Linked DNA regions of Mus musculus: region 1 is linked to region 2. The links are chromatin contacts, called in public targeted proximity ligation maps. All regions are on one chromosome and are shown on one strand. The core of a region is the stretch at or near the end of the contact, and the rest is flanking DNA. Distances in the headings are between cores, read along the strand shown.

Region 1 (3,426 bases), core at 727-3,226, 170 kb before region 2:
ATGTCAGTGACTGGCTATTATCTACCATCTAGAAGTCTAATGAGATGAAGCAAGTAGAGGAACAAATGAACGACACATACTTCTTATGGGAAGGCATTCTCTGGGTCACCTGGCACCTTCCATTCAGTTCCTTCCTGTTCTCTGAGACTTAGTGTAGGACCTTACGGCCACAGTTGTGCTGTACTGGCTTTTCACTGCACGCACGTACATCCAGTTTATTTTTGTTATGTTTGTGTGTCTGACTTTCACATGAGTCTGCTCTGTCTCAGCAGACCCTGAGTTCTCAAGGACAGAGACCATCATTCCCACATTTCCAGGATGGGGATGCTTGGTGCTTCTGGCCAACGGAGGGGCCATCCAGAGTCCCAGGAGGCCGTGGGTAGAGAGGATTCTCAGGGCTCAGGAATTATATTTGGGAAAAGCCTAAGCACTTCCTATTGCTGTTCCCAGGTCCAGAAAAAGGAGACAGATTAATTTCTGCCAAGAGGTTTTTTTTTTTTTTTTTTTTTTTAAACATGCCAGTATAGACATAGTCAGAAGGACCTTTCCCAATGGGTATCTGGTCACTCTAATGGCAAAGATTGGGCTCCAATGGTGAACTATATAGAAGTCAATGAAAGTCAGACAAAGCTGCTTTCCAGTAGCTAAGTTATGTGGAGAGTATACTCATTACTGCCCTAGGCAGACCAAGGCAGCCCACACATGTCACTGCTTCTCAAAGGTGGGGCACTCACGTGGGGATCACAGGTGTTGGTAATGTCTGATCAAATGTGGATCCAAGGCCTCACCCAGACTTAAGAAATCAGGCCCTCTAAGGTCAGGGAAGGGCCTGAAAATCTGCATCTTTAGATAAACTCACTAACTGCATCAAAGTCTGAGAGCGAGTACAGGCACTCAGTGTCCTTTGTTGGTACCCTGGGGTGCTGGGAAGAGGTCCAGCACAGTGCCTGTGACATAGTCTCATACTTCATGCCAGATGCTCTGGCCTCCTCATTATCCTAAGTACCTGGGGCCACTTGGAAACAGGAAGAAGGAGCCAGAGGGAAACAGCAAGGAGCAGGAGTGGATTTCACAGACATCTGAGGTGAAGAGAGCTGCACCTGACCTCCAGCTCCACTGTTTCTCCTAGTCTCAGAGATAAGTTGCCTAGCCACTCTGAGCCTCAGTTCCCTCCTCTGTAAAATGGGCACACTGCTCTTCACATAAAGCTACTATGAGAGTGAGGTGGTCTTTTGTGCGTAGAGAGGAGCTGGAAGGATGTTTTCTGGGTGACCATGGCAGCAGCTGCTGCTATGGCTACAATTAACCGTGTTATGTGAGTGATGGAGTGGCTGAATTCCAGATATAGACCTCAGAGACCCAGAAGAAAGAATTGCTAAGTCTCACATCTTAACTATAGACCTTCTGCCAGACCAGAAGAATCCATGAGCACCCCAATTCTTTCCTAACAGGAAACTCTCAGGTTACCTTTTCTTTCCTCGATAAGAACAAAATGGAATTTTAAAGTTATAAGTTATCTGATCTCATTCATTCAGGTACCTAGACCCAGCCATACCTGAAACTCTACAACTACTCCTTATGTTAGAAAAAAAGTCTATTTGGGAGCTGTTGAGCAGTTTTTAATTGAGTTGTTGCTAAAACACAACTGGAAACAAATCTTGACAATTTTTTTTCTTTTTTGGTTTAAGGAAATTCTCCCTCTTTTAACAAATACTTGCTATGTGCACCATGCTGGACCAGTAACACTACATCTTGGATACTTGTGGAAGAAAAATCACAAATAATGAATTAAATAATATTTCACTGGATTAGTACAAGGTCCCACTTTCATTTGCTACATCTCTGGAAGTCTGGTTTTTCTACCAGTGCCGGGTCCCAGTCGACTTCCTGTGATGGTTTGAATGAAAATGGCCCCATGGGTCATAGGGAGTGGCACTATTTGAAAGGATTAGGACTTGAGGCCTTGTTGGAGTAGGTGTGGCCTTGTTGTAATAGATGTGACCTTGTTGGAGGGTCTGTCACAGAGTGGGAGTGTGGTGCAGCAGGTGGGGATGACTTCGAGATTTCGGAAGCTCAAGCCAGGCCCAGTGGTTCACTCTCTGTTCTGTTGCTTGCTGAGCCTGATGCTTCTTTTCCAGCACCATGCCTGCCTGTGTGCCACCATGCTTCCCAGCATGATAATGGACAAAACCTCTGAACTGTAAGCCATTAAATGTTTTCCTTTAGAAGAGTTGCTTTGGCCATGGTGTCCCTTCACAGCAATAAGACCCTAACTAAGATGCCTCCCAAGGCTGTTCACATCTCTGTCAGCATCATTCTTTCCACACATTCTGCATGACTGTGCACTTGCTGGGAACTGTTTAAGGCATTCAGGCTGGAAGGACTGAAGTGAACAAAAGAACCCTCAGGCTGCATATTTTTCCCTGGGACTAGGCCAGTTGTGTGCATGTCCATTTGCTCTGTACTATTAACTTCCTAGAGGGTAAGAGCACATTCTGGCCATGTTCCTACTGCTGGAAGGATCTCTTGTCCATAGTTAGCAAAACACAGTTGTTTATCCCTGAATTCTTCAGCCATAAATTCCTTAAATACTCAGAAATCAGGTCTGTAGCCACAGTTACATAGTGATTTGATATCAACTACTGAACATATTCTTACTGGGATACCCAGGCATCATTTTTAATGAGGCAAGCTTAGGAGAATTCCCAGCAGCTCTGAGGCAGCATTACTCTTGCCCAGCTCACTCTTCTATATTCAGAACTAGAAATGGATGTTTGAGTCTGGCTGCAGAGATGGTAGGCAGGAGCAAAGCTGAGTGAAGAACGGTATCTGTGGAAAGGATGAAGCAGAGAGATTCAAAATCAGCACCCATGAAACACTGGAGTTCAAAAACTAACTCAGACAAGCAAAGTCTGGCATGGGGAGTCCTTGGAGCAGGCCTGCCTGGGCTGACCCCACCTCTGACACTTACTGTGGCTCTCTGGCTAAACCTCTCTTGCTTTCCTTTTTTTTTAATAAACCAAGAGAGACAATGACAGAGCCAGCATGAGCTCTTTGACTCATGACTCTAGGAGTAAGTTGCAGGCTGCACTCTCTCACATGTCTTCCCTCTTACCACAGCCAGTCAAATTGAATGGCCATTCAGTCAAAAGCTAATCATTGAAATGGACTTCAAAAATAAGACTTGTCTCATACATACCTTATTTTATAGAAGTATGTATTGATCAAAGCCAGGTCCTTGTACATGTTGTTTGTGCTCTATCACAAAGCTACATCCCCAGTGCCTTTTGGTTTTAAAGATCATAATTATAAGAATAATAGGCTAGATGTGTTAGATATGTATGAATGAAAAGCACAACATTTCTTCTATTAGCCCAGCCCTGCAAGCTGATGCTAATACTGTTCCCATTTTAAGATGAGGAACCC
Region 2 (3,287 bases), core at 156-2,655:
CGCAAGTTCAAGGACAAGCTAGGCCATGCACATAGCAAGTTCCAGGCCTATATCCGTATGACCCTCTATCCAAAACTCCTAAAGGAGGGTGAAGGAAAGGAAGAAAAATAAGACCAAAAAAGGTGATGGGAAGAAACCCAAACTCTTACCAGGCACCACTGGGCTTCAGACAGACGTTGGCTCCCACTTTGCCTTATGTCCATTGCTGACAGAGTTCCCATTACATTCCCACAAGGCCATAGGAGACCAGCTTTCTTCTGATCAACGTAATTCCAAGCAGCTGGCCCAATACAGCCAGAAGGCAGAGTTCTCATGATGGCTCTGGTCCCAGTATACACAGACTTCTTAACTTCCCTGTCATTTTTACAAAACCTTCGGACTAACAACGTGGACCGCTCCTTTTTGCTTTTAAAAAAATCGTCTACGTCTTCACAATTGTCAGAGAAATCCTCCAGAGGGTTCAGAAAAGTCTTGGCAGCAGGACCGTGAGCAAAGCCGTCCTCGCAAAAGCCACCACCTGAGCAGACCTCATCGGCCTTTGAGCAGGAGCTTTCGAAGCACAGGTATTCATCGCGCAGCGAGGTACAGTGCTCACACTGGACTTGCCCATTCTTACTTCCACAGGTTCTTGTCAACTCCACCAGTTTGCAAGCATACGCCATGCAATTTTTATTTTGCTGCCCCCCAGGAAGAGTAACACAATTTGCACAGTCATCCAAAATCAGGTTTTCTGACAGGGTATGAAAAGCATCCGACATTGTCCTGTCAGCTTCATAATGGAAGTGAAATACCGCCGTGTTGCGGTCAGAGTGAGGTCCGCTGGACTCCATGATCCTAGGCTGACTTCCCGCAGGGCTCACGTCCATGGGAGAGTCCTCCATCTCCAGTTGAATTCCAGGGAGCACCTTCCTTTCCAGGGGAGAAGGAATTCCAGGCTGCAAACACGGGTCTTCTGTGACAGAGTCACGGGCTTCACAAAGCTGGCTCCGGGGAAACTGGTGCTGGTGGCTTTGCACTAAACTGTTGCCGTTCATCGCGTGGTTTTCCGGGGAGTCCGGTGCGTTTTCCTCCCAGCCCTCTTCGTTGGAATTCTCATCGCAGACTAGTTCCCCCCTCGCTATTGAGAAGACCTTGGACAAATCACTTCTAGACGACTCTTCCTTATGTTTGTTCCACTGTGAGATGGTAGGAGGGATGAGCGCACCCTGCCTGCCAGCACGTGCCCGAGGAATCCCCGCATCTGAGACCTTTACACTCCTCTCTTCTGCCACCGACTGGGCAGAAGCCACTTTCCTTTGAGTCACAGGGATGAGGACAGAAGCGGCCATTTCTTCCGACGTCATCTTGACCACTGTCGTTCATTCAGCTACTCTTCTGTGTTCCCTTCCCTGGCGATCATGTCCAGACAACAGATAATCTCAGATAATTCCAGTCTTTGTGCGAAGCAAGCTTGACAGTTCCTTTCATTCAGGTATATTAAGCGCCAAAGAAAACTTTCCAGTTGTAATTTCCTACAAGAACAGTTTGTTTTACACCAGTATTTCAAAACAGCAGGTCCGTTTTCTTCTTTTCTCTGTTGCCCGAAGCTAATTTTTAGAAGGATTTGGTTCGGGATCACATTCTGCGACTTGTGGCTTATTGTTAATGTGCAGGGATTTAAAAATCCAGTTTGAGTGTTTTCTGTGCCCTGTAAGAAAAGAGGTAATGTCAAACATTATGGCATTAAATCGGTTTTCAAAATCGAGTTGATAATTTTAAGTTAATGAAAACTATAGGTCAATTCTGAGGAGAGAGTTTTGCAATCAAAAGTTAGTCTGAATATTTTAAGCATGTATCATTTTGGCTTGACAATACAGAACTTCTGCTTCCAGCAAAAACGGAGTACAAAAATCAGATTTATCCTAGTGGATTAAATAAAACCCAAGCAAGAAAAAAAGAAAAAATACTAGTTTTTACACGATAAAGAGTAAAAACAAAATGTTGATATCTGAAGCAAAATAAAAATAAAGTGAGAACAGTGTAAATAAATACCTGAGCTCACTGCTTAGAGAGTTTTCAGGCCCAAATAGAACCCAATAGTGTGTGCATGTGTCTGTGTGTGTGTGTGTGTATGTATGTATGTATGTATGTATGTATGTATGTATGTGTGTGTATGTATGTGTGTGTGTGTGTGTGTGTGTGTGTGTGTGTGTGTGTGTATGTAAAAGGGAAAAAGCTAGAACTTCAGAATGGCCAAAGGCACTAGGGACATAAGACAGGAGTTGCAAAGGTAAGACAATATATTCTCATCTGAAACAATTCAAGCAAGGAAAGAATAGAGTAAGAAAAAAAACTATTAAGCAGAATTCAGTAGCAAAGAAATGTCTTCAACAAATGAAGATGAAGTAAGACCTTTTTCAGACATGCAGAGCCAAAATAATTCTAGCAGGGTTGAACTACAGAAAGTAATAAAGGAAGACCTTTGTGCAGAAGAAAAATTCTACCTATAAAGGAATAGAAGGCCTAAATGTGTTGAATATGTGTGGTTTTTTTTTCATTTTTTAAATCGCTTAGCAAGATAATTCATCATTTAAAGCAAAAATGGTGACTGTGTGTTGTAGGATTTCTTATAAACATTGAAGTGAATTGTCTGGGCGGAACAAAGGTCAAGAGCAGGGACCTGGAACAGTAATCCGACAAGGTTATTTCTATAGGAATCATTATGTGGTTGTTTAAAGGCAGACTAAAGGTGTACACTCTGATCACTTAGAAGAAAAGCACACAATTAAAATCATTAATAATTACAAAACCAAAAGGTAAACAAAGAAGATATGAGACCCAAAAAAAAAAAAAAAAGGAAAGAAATTAACAGTGGATTTAAATATTCCAAAATGCATCTCTAGTCAACATTTCTGTCACAAAGTACACACTTAAAGAAAATATCTCTTTGGTTTCATTTTAGTAAGAAATTGTTCAGTAGAATATAAGTTGACATAAAAGACTTTGATTTATGAAGCTGTAGTATTTTAAATAGCTTAGCTAATTTAAAGGCTTCGTCCTTTTTCTTTAACTACATTGAACCTTTTCCTAGTGCTGCATATTATACTGTAGAGTAGACAGCCAGCACCTGCATGCAACCCTAACAGAGTCAAACAAATTCCCATGTGATGAGGGAGGAAACATGAGGAATTCTGGGAGTAAGTCATAGGGCTCTGGCTCAGCTGCTGCTGAGCCTCCTCCCCCCACCCCCTCACCCCCCCACTCCCCTACCCTCCCACCCCCTCACCCCCACAATGGCATGCGAGTGC

The links.
Region 1: a targeted proximity ligation map of embryonic stem cells shows a contact between it and region 2, with 5 read pairs. A contact is called at or near these places in 5 of 39 promoter capture datasets (cranial neural crest, embryonic stem cells, epiblast stem cells and 1 more), 1 of 484 Hi-C or Micro-C datasets (liver), 3 of 130 datasets of targeted methods (embryonic stem cells and stem cell-derived neural progenitor cells) and 1 of 9 other capture datasets (liver).

The regions. Positions count from the first base shown.
Region 1 is chr19:38,687,856-38,691,281 of GRCm38.p6, reverse strand. All of the region lies in intron 3 of Plce1 (phospholipase C, epsilon 1), which reads right to left. Among named protein-coding and RNA genes, the nearest start is that of Noc3l, 130 kb to the left of the region's middle.
Region 2 is chr19:38,522,315-38,525,601 of GRCm38.p6, reverse strand. It overlaps Plce1 (phospholipase C, epsilon 1), which reads right to left and starts at 1,405. Exons shown (of 32, transcript NM_019588.2): 1 at 150-1,405. The coding sequence starts at 1,343.